Regions from separate parts of the Bombyx mori genome. Here region 2 is linked to region 1. The links are chromatin contacts, called in public Hi-C maps. All regions are on one chromosome and are shown on one strand. The core of a region is the stretch at or near the end of the contact, and the rest is flanking DNA. Distances in the headings are between cores, read along the strand shown.

Region 1 (6,926 bases), core at 61-2,560:
TTTTTTAGTATATTATCTGGCCTATTAACTTATCATTATCAATAGTATTAGTTTTACTGTGTTATATTTTAGTTTGCTAATTTACTTTATACTTTTGTAATAAACAGATATGAAAATGACAGAAAAAGGTTTGATTATAGAATTCTGAACTCAATGTGGGTTTGTAACAATTTTGAGCTCATTTCAATCGTTCATTGTTCAATTTCTTTTTGGCTCTTTTATTCTGTAACAAAATAAAATTTTGTTTACTCCACTAATTTACTAATTGTATTTATATTTCCATGTGGCGTTTTTTTTGTAGTAATTTTAATAACTACTAATTACACTGTATCAGGTGATAGAGGTATGTGTTTGGTGCCAGTTGTTGTCAGAGCTGACTACACACTTGTACAAAAAATGTACTCTTTCAAAGCAAACGTGCTTTGCAAAGCTTACAAAGAGAAAGCTAAATAATTTTTATTATATTTATAAATCATAGAGAGCTTTAAAAATAAATAAATTATTTTATTCAAACTTAGTATTTCAATAATCAGTTTACAAACATACAGATTTCGTCAAAATAAACTCTGTTGCCAGTTTCAAAAACAGACAACAAAGAACTGTTGAAAATGAACTTAGTTTCTTCAGTATATCAACTTCACTGTCGATACAGACGGCTTTTAGCTGTTAACTGCACATATAGTCATGTATGTACCTTAAACGATACAATGTCTACATGCGACTCCCTACATAGGTACTGTTGAAGTTCCATAATCAACCTAAGCAAGATTTTTAGTACATACTTACAATTAATTTTATAACGTAAATTACGTTTTAAGTCACATAACATAACTCTTGTTAATGTTTAATAACGTTTTAATTACTTATTTAAATAGCTATAGCTTTACCTTAACATTTCAGTTCAAATATATTAAAATAGGAATAAAAATAAACGAAGTCCTCGATCTCCAATGTACACGCGTGATACTTTTTAAATAATTTTTAAGTCTTTTTAATTTTTTTAGTAACCAAGGAACTAATTTTCGAATAATTAGTAACTTTACTAAACGCACATTGCGTAAATTACAGCAAATTACTTTAATTATCTAGTTATGCGCCTATGTACTCACATAAAGAATTAACGGAAAACAGCCTGAAGACAAACAAACAATTAAAATCTATTAGGTTCACTTATGTTCGTATATTTTCATCACTATTCACACTGTGTACAATTTTAGGAATTATTATTGAATATTATTGCAATAACAACAACAGCTGATTCACAACACATACACAATCGTTGCCACTTCATAAATATTAAGTGTATAATCTATGGTTGCCACAGATCTCTTCTCAATTACATAGATAACAAATACACTGTCTCTGCCACAGAGTACTAAGTTCTCTTTGAACAGATTTCTCATTTTACTTTTACTGTTTCTTTTAGCTATGGAGGGTAGAACCGTCTCTTAAGGGAGAAGCTTGAAAAAGTGTCCCACTTTCAGCATTAAATAACAGTTCAAAAATCCTTCAGAATGGCGCTAGCATAGACACAGGGTATGATATGAATTGAGCTTACAGTTCTTTCGTCCTTTTTTAGGCTCAGTGAATTTAGCCTTCCTTTTTTTGATTTTCGCTTTTTTTTATTTTATTATTTGTCCCTCGTTTGTTCGTTAATGTTCGAATGTAAAAATTGTTTGTTCGTATTTTATTTATTTATAATTAATTAAACAAATCATTTGTTTAATTTATAATTAATTATTATATTAAATAATTAATAATTGCGAATTTAATTATTTTTATGATCGAACAATCACCAATAGTCGTCGAGCAAACGATAATTGATCAAAATTAATTAATCTGAGCGATAAAAATAAAGATATCTAGTAAAGGAGGCCAACTTAACGGTGTTCATTTGTTTAATTAATTATAAATAAATAAAAAATGCATTCGAACATTAACGAACAAACGACGAACAAATAATTGAAAATAAAAAAACCGAAAATCAAAAAAAGGGGGTTAAATTCACTGAGCCCTTTTTTTATTTCTCTATCTTATTCTAATAACTTTCAGCGCCTTTTTAAAAATTTACCTGTTTGCTACTGTAGCGCCACCCTTATTTAGCAGATTTAACGGACACTTTTCACACACGGAGACGGTTCTCCTTACCTCTACCCTCCATACTTTTAGCTGTGATTCAGAATAATTTTTTTTAGTCTAGCAATCGGATTTTTTGCGACATCATGCAATGCATGCCAATTGCTGGCATTATTGCCAGTGACGAGTTAATAAAATTTTAATTTATCACTGTACAACTTATATTTTCAAGCAATTTAAATATTAAATATTAAATTTTAACACATTTCAATCGTATGGAGCAATGACATGTTTTTGGTTAAAGTTGTTGCAATTAAGTGTATTACTATGAAAATGAGACTCATATTAATTAGTAAAATAGGTAGAATTCTACCTCACGCCTAGCCTTGTATGTTTTAGTTTACTTTTAATTGCTTAGGCAAAGATGTCTTGCATTATATTCCACGTAACATTTTTCAAAAGTTTTGTTAGCCTTAATTTAATAAATATATAAACACAAATCTTTTTTTTTGTTTTGCGAGCTTGTAACTTAGCATGTTTTTAACTAAACATTAAGGTCGAGCTTGGAAAGATTAAAGCATTAAATTGAACAGAGCCGTGCTCCTTTATTTTAAAATTACGGCTAGAAAAGAAACTTATTCTACCATCGAGAGTAACACCTACAAATTCGAGAATAAACATCAATAACACAAGTATTAGCCAATATTAGATACGTGGTATTAATAAATGATTCAACAGATAAAATAATGTAAGCGGCCAAGTAGTATCTCGTAGATATTAAACAGCTTAAATAGATTGCCGTTAAAATTCACCAACATTGTGCGGACAAAAGCTTTACTTTCTTTGTTGAACGATATCAAGCAGCTTAAAGGAAACTGGAAGAAAAGTGATGGTGATGACCATTGCTACACTTCATGTGCATTAAGTCTGAGCGTTAGGTTTTAACCATTATAACGCTGTCACGGCACAATTAAAATGTTCCGAATTTTCATCACTTATCCTAGCCTATCTATCAGGTCAGGAAGAGTCATCAGAGAGACATCACATCAGCGTATTTGTATGCACGCAGTGTATTTTCCTTTTGAACTTTTTGAGCAATAATGAGATATAAAAAAAAATTCCGAGTTTAGTAACTCTACCACTACCTGTTGATGGCGATGTTCATTTGGTGTTTGTTCAGGCCTAAGCGTGTAAATTGTGGAATCCTGCCATAAAAACCGTTTGGCAAAAGTGAACAAGTTTTTCTATAAGTCCTAAGTTTATCTAAAAGTCATTACGTTCTATTTTAGTTGAACATTTCTTTTTTCAAATCTATTTACAAGCAAATAAATAAACGATACAAGAAAAAATAATAAACGATGATATGGCTAAAAGACTTGAATCCAGGCTATTTGACAATAAAAAAAATCAAATTTTATACGTTTCATCACGAATCTAACTATTGACATATAAATAATCACAGATGTAGTAGCAGTATTAATAGTAATGTAGAAGTAATGGTATAATTACCAGTGAATTTTATTATTGGAATTTTAAGTAAGCGGAATCCGTAATTCTCGGAATTTTCGTTCAAATATCCCGCATTTACTGTTTCACGCCCAGTTTGACGTCACAGCTCGGGGTTCTCAAACGCTCTGCACCGCACCCAAACAAACACGAGTAAAAAAGTTATATATCCATTCAATGTAAAATTTTGTAGTTCTTCGTGTCTTGCAAAAAGGACTATTCTGCCTTGGTAAAGTATTCAATGGTTTAAAGGTTCAGATAGGTGGCGCTTTTCGTTAACTTCACCAGCGCAGAAAACACCAATCACGTTCCAGGAACTTTGACGCAATTTGCAAATGGCCGTGAAAAGGACCGATCTTGAGGGTGTATGAAAAGCTAATGGTGGATTGTTCCGTGATAAAAACTTGTGAAATATCCTTGTTTTAGTGTGGTGATATTGAAAAGATACAAAATGTGCCAAAAAGTGGTTATCCAATCTTAATGGTGATATAGAAATCGCCCGAAAATCGCTGGAGCGTCGATCGAAGGGACATTGCTGACAGAAGGGTAAAGTTCCAGTTCCATTTTGGCTAGTCTTGATTCTGTACGGCCTCTAAAGATAAAATACATTATTCACGAGTAGTTCGTATTAACTTTTATGTGTTCGTTAGCTGTGTTAATTATCTTTCAATTACATGGGTATAGACAAGAGCCTAAGCCGGCTAGTATATTGCTTAAAACATTATAAAAAAGGATTGGTAAGTAATATATTGATAAATGAGTCACGTACACTTCCATTTTGAGTTCAGATCCTCATTCAAGTCTACCGGATGAAGGGATATTGAACATTTATCGTGTAACGATGGCTACCTACATATTAATGGCACATAGTGGTATACATAATATACAACGATAGGCACTGCCCTGTTGCTAGATGAAACATCGATCTATAGTTTTAACCGCATTTCGTGAATGTCCGGACTTAAAACTGGATTATAGAGTAAAATAAGAGGTTTTGTCGGTAATTGTGATTATTGATCATGTTAGTACAACTGGGTATTTTCACGCCCTACCTAGATTTTCGGTGTTGAATATAAGGATGTACTTGAGTAGCTAATAGCTTTTCGCGTTAGTTTTAATAAGCTTACTGGCTATATTTGTATATTAGATTGATGTTTTTTATGCGTTATTGATTTTTAAAACGTGGTTTTTTTAGTGTTCGATCTTATAATATGAATTATCTTAAAGAACGAATTTAAGTGTATTAGGATATTTTTCTTAACGTTTTTCAGTCAACATATTTACTAGCTTTGTTTAAATTGTTATAGAATAATTATAATTATAAATTAGTGAATGATGTATTTCAACAGTAAAGAAGCCGAAAATAGAATGACCTTGTAAAAAATAAGAAAAATTAGTACAGGTCAATGACTCATTAATTTTTAGTGATCAATATTGTGTATTTCTCTGTTCTAATGAAACTAATTAGTCATTTTCTTGTTAAAAATCCTCATTGAATGGATATTATTTAAACATAGACATTTCCTTAAGTAAATGTGAAGATTTTAAAATAATTTAATAGTTTGTAGTTAGGAACATTATAATGAACAAATGAAAAATAAGTAAGAATATAAAGGCCTACATATTACATATTATTATCTAGAATATGCATTACATTAAAAATGTACAAAATCTAGATAAAACAAATTTTTTGCTTAGTGATTTTCACCCAGAATAAAACAATATATAGAAATTTAATTGGATATGCCTTCATCAAATATTTCAAAATTAAAATTTTGTCACAACTCATGGTAGATGGCAAATTGCTTTTATGGTTAATGGACTACACTTAACACAAAGTAGGCTTCTTTTCTCAACTAATCTATCTATCTCTATCTTCTGCTCAACTAATACAATAAAATGGGATGTATTTTTGGACCAATAAATTTGTTATTTATGTAGATTGCCTTGGATGATATGTAGATTACCTCAATGAGCATTACTGTTTAAAGTAAAATCATACATGACATCTCAATATTCAGACCAAATAATATTAATAATTTAAAGTCCAACACAAATATGAACAGCAAACCTTTGTTAAGATGATTGCAAGTATTGTGACCTTGTTTTTGATGTAGCATGTATTGTCTAGTGTCCGTGAGTTTGTCATTTGAAGTCATGTTTCTGAATGTGACTTAGGTAAGTAAGTTATATTCACCGAGGTAAGCTATTATATTTGAATTTACCACATTAGTAAAGCAGACTTATCTTGAAATAAATTTGTCATAGTGATTTAGTTAATAATGCGATGTTGTAAAGATAATTTCTAGTGTTCAATCAATGAGTAATTTGACCATAATCGAACCACAATCTTTAGTCTATTTCAAAAATATTTGTAATGATAACCCTAAAACTGATAAATAGCTACTACACTAACAAAAAAATTAGTGGACGAACAGTTGCTTAGGAGAAAATTGCATCATCAAAACTTCTATGGCATTTTTTATTTTATTGAAAACACGAAACTCCCAATTAACCATTAAAACAAAAGTTAAGAACAGAATAACATAGGAAGAAATTGTATATGACTGTTTTGTCTATTATATATTGATTATTATTTAATTGTTTCTAATGCACTTTGAGTGTGAACACTTTTGACTTTTATTTCATTTTTTACATATATGTACATACATAAATATAATTGTGTAGTTTCGTTAGTAATCGCTAATTTGACTTGAGAGTTTTGGGACATTATATACATGGAAGTATTTCACCTTGTTGAGAATTGAAGAATCTGTCATTAAATACAGAAGAATTACTGTGAATGTTATTGAATATAATTGCATTATAAACATAATAAACGGGCAGTGTTGAAAAAGTTCACTAGTGTGCCAAAAAGGTTGACTTTGGTTTATTTACTAATAAAAATGAGGTCTGTAAACTTCCAATATGATAATGCAACATGGTTAAAAAAATTTAATGTAGTTCTTTCACTTTTGTACACAAAATTGAGCAGTGCGTCATCCGTCACCACATGTGAATACTAATTACAATTTTTTATATTTTGCCTGAGGTGAGTGAGCGAAATCACTGCTGACAAGGTGATTAATTATTGCAGCTCATCACAACTTTAGTCGCCACCCACCTTGTGATGTAAAGCTGAAGTGATAATTGTATTATCGTAAGATGGCTGTCTCATTGTTATGCAGGTTTGGGGGTATTACGCAGTATCCCTGGAAACGCTGGTGCTCTAATGCTGGTCTCCCTGAGTCACATATACACTATCTATAGGTCGAGATGGGTTAATGGTTTTCTAGCCTGACACCATTTACTCATTGACATTGACATAAAAATGTTTGTTATCT
Region 2 (6,409 bases), core at 1,219-3,718, 59 kb before region 1:
TATCCATTATGTCATATCCACTGGACGTCTTGTGAGTCCGCACGGGTAGGTACCACCACCCTGCCTCTATTTCTGCCGTGAAGCAGTAATGCGTCGTCATGGCCTAAAGGATCAGACGTCCGGTGCATTCGTGTTGAGTGATGCACCGGTGTTCGAATCCCGCAGGCGGGTACCAATTTTTCTAATGAAATACATATTCAACAAATGTTCACGATTGACTTCCACGGTGAAGGAATAGCATCGTGCAATAAAAATCAAACCCGCAAAATTATAATTTGCGTAATTACTGGTGGTAGGACGTCTTGTGAGTCCGCACGGGTAAGTACTACCACTTTGTCTATTTCTGCCGTGATGCAGTAATGCGTTTCGGTTTGAAAGACGGAGCGGCCATTGTAACTATACTGAGACCTTAGAACACATATCTCAAGGTGGGTGGCGGCATTTACGTTGTAAATGTCTGTTGACTCCGGTAACCACTTAACATCAGGTGGATCGTGAGCTCGTCCACCCATCTAAGCAATAAAAAGTGGAGACAGAGAGTATGATGGTAAACAAAGTTGCCAAGAATAATACTAATGCAATTTATTAGGTATGCTGGCAAAACAAGGGTCTAGCGCAGAGTTACCTGTGATTAGCATTTCGATCCTAGCGTCCAAGTTAGCGACCCTATAGTAAGTCTGGTTTTTTAAATACAACTCATAAGCGTGATTGACCAGTCTGGTTCGAGTTTGTTTTACTGTTAAGTTTGTTTTACTGCCTCGGCGGTGTATCATCAATTGCTTGGCCGTGGGGGATGGTGACAATGAAAAATTAGCTCGTACCTTATAACTGGACATGAGCCTCTCGATGGCGTCCGCAGCCGAATTCAGCAGGTTCCTGGACGTGGTCATGTATTCTGTTCTCGCGCTGATGCTGTTGCTTTCACCTCCTGGAAAAGCAAACAATTAAACATTTTTATTAAAATAAATACAATGATCAACTTGTTAACAAAACGCTAGTAAATACGGCCATTGCCAGCTGACTGACAAAACCGGCGCATGCGCAATGTAGGCTGAGGTGATGATTTGCTTATTAGATATAAAATAATTAATAATTGGGAATTTAATTGTTTTTATGATCGAACAATCACCAATAGTCGTCGAACAAACGATAATTGATTATTACAAAATTAATTCATCTGAGCGATAAAAATAAAGCTATCTAGTAAGGGGGGCCAACTTAAGGGTAATCATTTGTTTAATTAATTATAAATAAATAAAAGACGAACAAACAATTTTTACATTCGTATATTAACGAACAAACGACGAACAAATAATTAAAAATAAAAAAAATCCGAAAATCAAAAAAAAGGGGGCCAACTTCAGTGAGCCCAAATGCTCCTGTAACAATCACTTGACTGCGTTTAATATCTATTTATGTATAAATTTAAACTTGTGCCAGTGTTTTGTCTAGTTCCCGTGGCACAAGGAATCCTAGTTTAAATCCAAGTGACTGAGTTTGATTTGCCTCTGTTTATTTAAAGAGGGAGCTTAAGTCAGTCCTGTTGACAGTTTGAGATTGATCGTGCATAAGATATTATGTGACGTCATCAGTGTTGGAAAAAATCGATAACGATTAATCAATTTTTTAAAATTGATTCTTCACTCTCCGATTCGGATATATCTGAATGTGAGAGTTAATGATACTGGCACGAGACCTTTAAAGTATTCTGTTTGATGCGATGCACACGCTGCTATTCGACGACAGATGGCGTTGCTCTTACCGGCGTAACAATGCCAATAAAAAATAATAAATTCGGCTTATTCGTAATTAATTAATCAGTCAGATTCGATGATTAAGTTAACTCGGGAGCAACAACCCTAATACAAACGTACCTTCCTTAGTCCCCGTGAGTATGGGCAGCGCCAGCATGACCATTCCGGTGCCGGACCACAGATACTTCATGCAGAATTGCTCCAGCATCACGTACCACAGTTTCTTGTTGAACACCGAAGTCATTTGCGCGACCAGCTGTTTGTACGCGGACTGCAGCTGTCCTAGTTCCACCTGGCGGATAAATTGTGCTTGTTTTCACTGGCGGTAGGACCTCTTGTGAGTTCGCATGGGTAGGTACCACCACCCTGCCTATTTCTGCCGTGAAGCAGTAATACGTTTCGGTTTGAAGGGCGGGACAGCCGTTGTAACTGTACTTGAGACCTTAGAACTTATATTTCAAGGTGGGTGGCGGTATTTACGTTGTAGATGTCTATGGGCTCCAGTAACCACTTAACATCAGGTGGGCTGTGAGCTCGTCCACCCATCTAAGCAATAAATAAAAAATAAATTGTTAGTCCAAGGAGCACAGAATCATGGATGACGACCAGCCTGTGAAAGGAAAACCTACCTTATGCCCTCCGTAGAAGGCGACTTCTTCAGCGTGCGCGATGAGACTGGCGTGGACATGGCGCAGGTTAGCGCGCATCCTCGCCTCCTCCCCGGCCAAAGCACCGAACCTCGGACTGAGCATACGAAGGACTTGTCCGGTCGCGCATATCACCACCGTTGCTATCCCGGGACCTTGAAGTGAAAATGTATTCAAATAACAAATAATCAATATTGAGCAATAGCTTCTGAATCGCCATGCCCTTTCTTGACTCACGATAACATATAAAAGTGTAGAATAGAGTTTTTAATCATATTAATTGTGATTACATGTTAACAAAACACCCAAACAAAGTTCTAGGTCTCAGTATAATTATAACATTACTGCAAAGCATTACTGCTTTACGGCAGAAACAGGCGGGGTGGTGGTACCCACCCGTGCGGACTCACAAGAGGTCCTACGACCAGTAAAAATTAGTAGTAATATGTTGTACGCTTTATGATCCAGCGGTGGACTTAGCGTATTATAACTATACTGAGTGTCGCGGCGCCTGACTCGTTTAGCACAGCAAGCTAGCCAAAACGTCATACCAAAACATTTACTACTACCGGCACCGCGCGCTGACAGCATTTTTTTTTTTTTTTAGAGATTTTATGACCTGGTAACTAAGACCTTTAAGTCATGTCTTATTTTACTTTATATTCTTAATTTTATGAAAAATGATAATATGGAGTGAAATGAAATGAAGATGATTAATGAGACATTAATCAACTGGGATGAAATTTAATGAAATTAAATGATATGGGATGAAATATAATCGCAGTAAAATGGTGGTCATTTACTGAGATTTTTTCAGTGGACTTTTTGGAGGAACCCGACAAGTTACGTCCAGCAGCTTTGTTTCATTTTCCCACATTTGTGCACTTTCACAGATATTAAACAGTTAATAAACCACCGTTATTACACATCTAAACCTGAAGAAACACTAAATAGACAAAATAAAACAAATCACACAACTTCACTGCTCGCGTTCCCGCCAAAAAGTCCCGCTGACAGCATTCAACAACATTCATAATATACCTCACAATAATCATTATGGCTCAAGATCCTTCCTTTTCGATGAAAGGTCACATTCTTCATACATTCATCGCAGAACTATCACGACTAAACCATTGTAAATTGTAATTAAAGCAAGTAGCAAGCATTCAATTGGTTTTAGTATCTATACTAATATTATAAAGAGGAAAGATTTGTTTGTTTGTTTGTTTGTTTCGAATAGGCTCCGAAACTACTGGACCGATTTGAAAAATTATTTTTCCATTAAAAGTCGACATTGTCCCGGATGAACATAGGCTACTTTTTTTTTTTTTTTTATTTCATTTGTGTTTTAATGTTTCCGAAGCGAAGCGAGGGCGGGTCGCTAGTAGAAACAATAAAGCCACAGTTTCTCGCGTAGACACTGAGACCTTAGAACTCATATCTCAAGATGGGTGGCGGCATTTACGTTGTAGATGTCTATGGGCTCCAGTAACGACTTAACACCAGGTGGGCTGTGAGCGTTGACCCATCTAAGCAAAAAAAAAAACTGCTTACTTATTTATAGGTACCCACCAATGAATATGTTTCCTTTCATCTTGTTGGAGTACGAAGCCAGAGTGAGGACAATCAGCAGCAAGTCGAAGCAAGGTTTTGTGAGCGAACTGTAGAGATGCGCCACGGACTGCGTGAACACGGAGACATCTTCCGTCAACCTGGATGAGGAGCATACAAATAAACGTTACAGTTTCAAAAACAAAAAAAATCAAATCAAATCAAAAGAAAATTATTCAACATAAATGAAAGTACATACTTGTTGAACGTCAAAAGAACTACCGCCAATTCACAAGAACTAGCCTCCGTCCTGAGAAGAATTGGCAAGAAACTCAGCGGGCATGTCTTTTTTTTTAAATATTAGTTTGTTTTTTTTAATATTAGATATATATTTTTTTTTGAAAAAGATGAAACCAAAGTTTTAAGTTAATATATTAAAAATGATCGTGTGATGTGGATGGCTTCAAACCAGTCGTTGATTATTTAGGATTTTAAGTTTAACACAGTTCGGACAGCGGTCAGGCTCTGCCCCTGGCATTGCTGAGGTCCATGGGCGACGGTAACCACTCACCATCCGGTGGGCCATATGCTCGTCTGCCTAAGGGCAATAAAAAAAACGCCGGTCCTACGATAATGCGGGATTCCTTTGCTAAGAAATATACCTTCTGTTGCCATCATTACACCAAACTTATTTTTTTTTTTTTTTACGAAAATGTACAAAATTTTAAATATTTTCTTCACATACTCTTTGATTGTGTTAACAAGGGAATCATGCCAAGTTTTAAGAGGTCGATACAATGCCGACCCTCAGTCTTTAAATATCTCAGATGCCACCAGTGTATAATGTGTTAAATTGCCCCAACTGTTCTGAGCTTTAGAACGAAATGTCAGTTTACAGTGACGTGGAAACAGAAAGTATGATGGTAACCAAAGCTGCCAAGAATAATATCAATGCAATTTATTGGGGATGCTGGCAAAACAAGGATGTAGCTTAAACTCACCTGTGATCAGCGTTTTCGATCCTAGCGTCCAAGTTAGCGACCCTATAGTAGGTCTGGTTTTTAAAGTACAGCTCGTAAGCGTGATTGACCAGTCTGGTTCTGAAGGCCAGGGCCAATCGACTCTCGAGGTATCTGATCATGGAGTTGATGAAGGTAGCCGGTATGGCAATGCCGAACCACTGCATCAGCAACGACGAGAAACTGCGCATGTCTTTTTGGACTATGTGCTTCACTGGAATATAGTTTCGTGGGTAAAGAACTGACGCATATTACTCATACACTAGGAATCAACTCTGTTTTGGATCTTCAATGATGCACTTTCATAAATTCGTGCATTTTTTTATTTCTGGGACGGTAATTCTCAAACACAATAGGACGTGCCGAACGTTTTATGACGTCACAATCCACGCAGTAACGAGCAAGATAGGCTGTCAATGGTCCCGCTCCTACTCCCATTTTCACTACATAGTTTAAAACAAAGTCGCTTTCTCTATCCCTATATCCCTATGTATGCTTAAATCTTTAAAACTACGCAACGGATTTTGATGCGGTTTTTTTAATAGATAGTGATTGCAGAGGAAGGTTTATATGTATAATAACATCCATTAAATAGTAGAGAAATCAATAATAAATTACAGTTTCCGAAGCGAAGCGAGGGCGGGTCGCTTAGTATAGTATAAAAAAAGGTAATGTCTGCGTGTAAAATCGGTGCAGCTTTCACAGAAATCAGTGGTATGACCAAGTTCTGATACGAACAAACAGACATAGACAGTTTTAATAAACGTTACCAAAGATAGACTTCACAACGTTCATAGCGCCCCCCACTTTGAGATATGGGTTTGAAGTCTACACCTTTAAAAGGGATCGCGTGATTGCTATGTGATAGAAAAAGACAGAAGGATGATAACAATCTGTGCGGTCTCACAACACGCCATAAAACTATTAAAGGAACATTGTCAAAACCAATGGTAGTACTCACCAATGGACCCTTCCAAGGAAGCGACGTAGATCGATAGAAAGGTCCTCGAAAATAAGCATAGAGTATGAGCTGTAAGTAGAGCTACTTCGTGGCTCCTGAACCCTGGGACCATGATCCTCGCGAGTGAGATCAGCTGCCTGAGGAATTCGAGGTTGAGACCCGGGACGTGCTCCTCGATTGATTGGGTTTCGTCGGCGTCTTCCTGAAGCGAGAGGATGTACATTTAAGTTTTTAGTCAGGACATTCATTGATTTTTTATTAGGGATTCTTTATGTTGTTTATGCGATTTTCAACTTTACGCTCAGGACGGTAAGAACGCATGTCAAATTGTGGTTATACAGCGATTCTATAAACGGAGCGTTCTAAGTTACGCGCCATGTTTTGTCTCTTTCTATTGTTTTTGTATTAACAAAAATGTTTCTTTGTGTGTGTGTCTCCTTTCTTCCTGTACATGTATTTTTTAAATATTATTATGTT

Evidence for each region. Hi-C and Micro-C count contacts between places; a contact is called where the count stands out from the background.
Region 2: a Hi-C map of posterior silk gland shows a contact between it and region 1, with 1.9 times the contacts expected there. The contact joins the enhancer-like site here to the promoter of LOC101735553 in region 1. A contact is called at or near these places in 5 of 7 Hi-C or Micro-C datasets (middle silk gland, midgut, posterior silk gland and 1 more).

The regions. Positions count from the first base shown.
Region 1 is chr27:9,078,613-9,085,538 of ASM3026992v2, reverse strand. It overlaps LOC101735553 (ATP-binding cassette sub-family D member 1), which reads right to left and starts at 1,310. Exons shown (of 18, transcript XM_062676635.1): 1 at 1,110-1,310; 2 at 1-223. It overlaps LOC733012 (heterotrimeric guanine nucleotide-binding protein beta subunit), which reads left to right and starts at 3,928. Exons shown (of 8, transcript NM_001047007.1): 1 at 3,928-4,128.
Region 2 is chr27:9,139,665-9,146,073 of ASM3026992v2, reverse strand. LOC101735553 (ATP-binding cassette sub-family D member 1) reads right to left here. Exons shown (of 18, transcript XM_062676635.1): 7 at 5,933-6,134; 8 at 4,954-5,185; 9 at 3,974-4,113; 10 at 2,384-2,556; 11 at 1,875-2,046; 12 at 822-928. Among protein-coding and RNA genes, the nearest start is that of LOC101735420, 51 kb to the left of the region's middle. Within about 2 kb of position 2,468, at least 2 of the 8 cell types and tissues checked have open chromatin away from gene starts, as enhancers often do.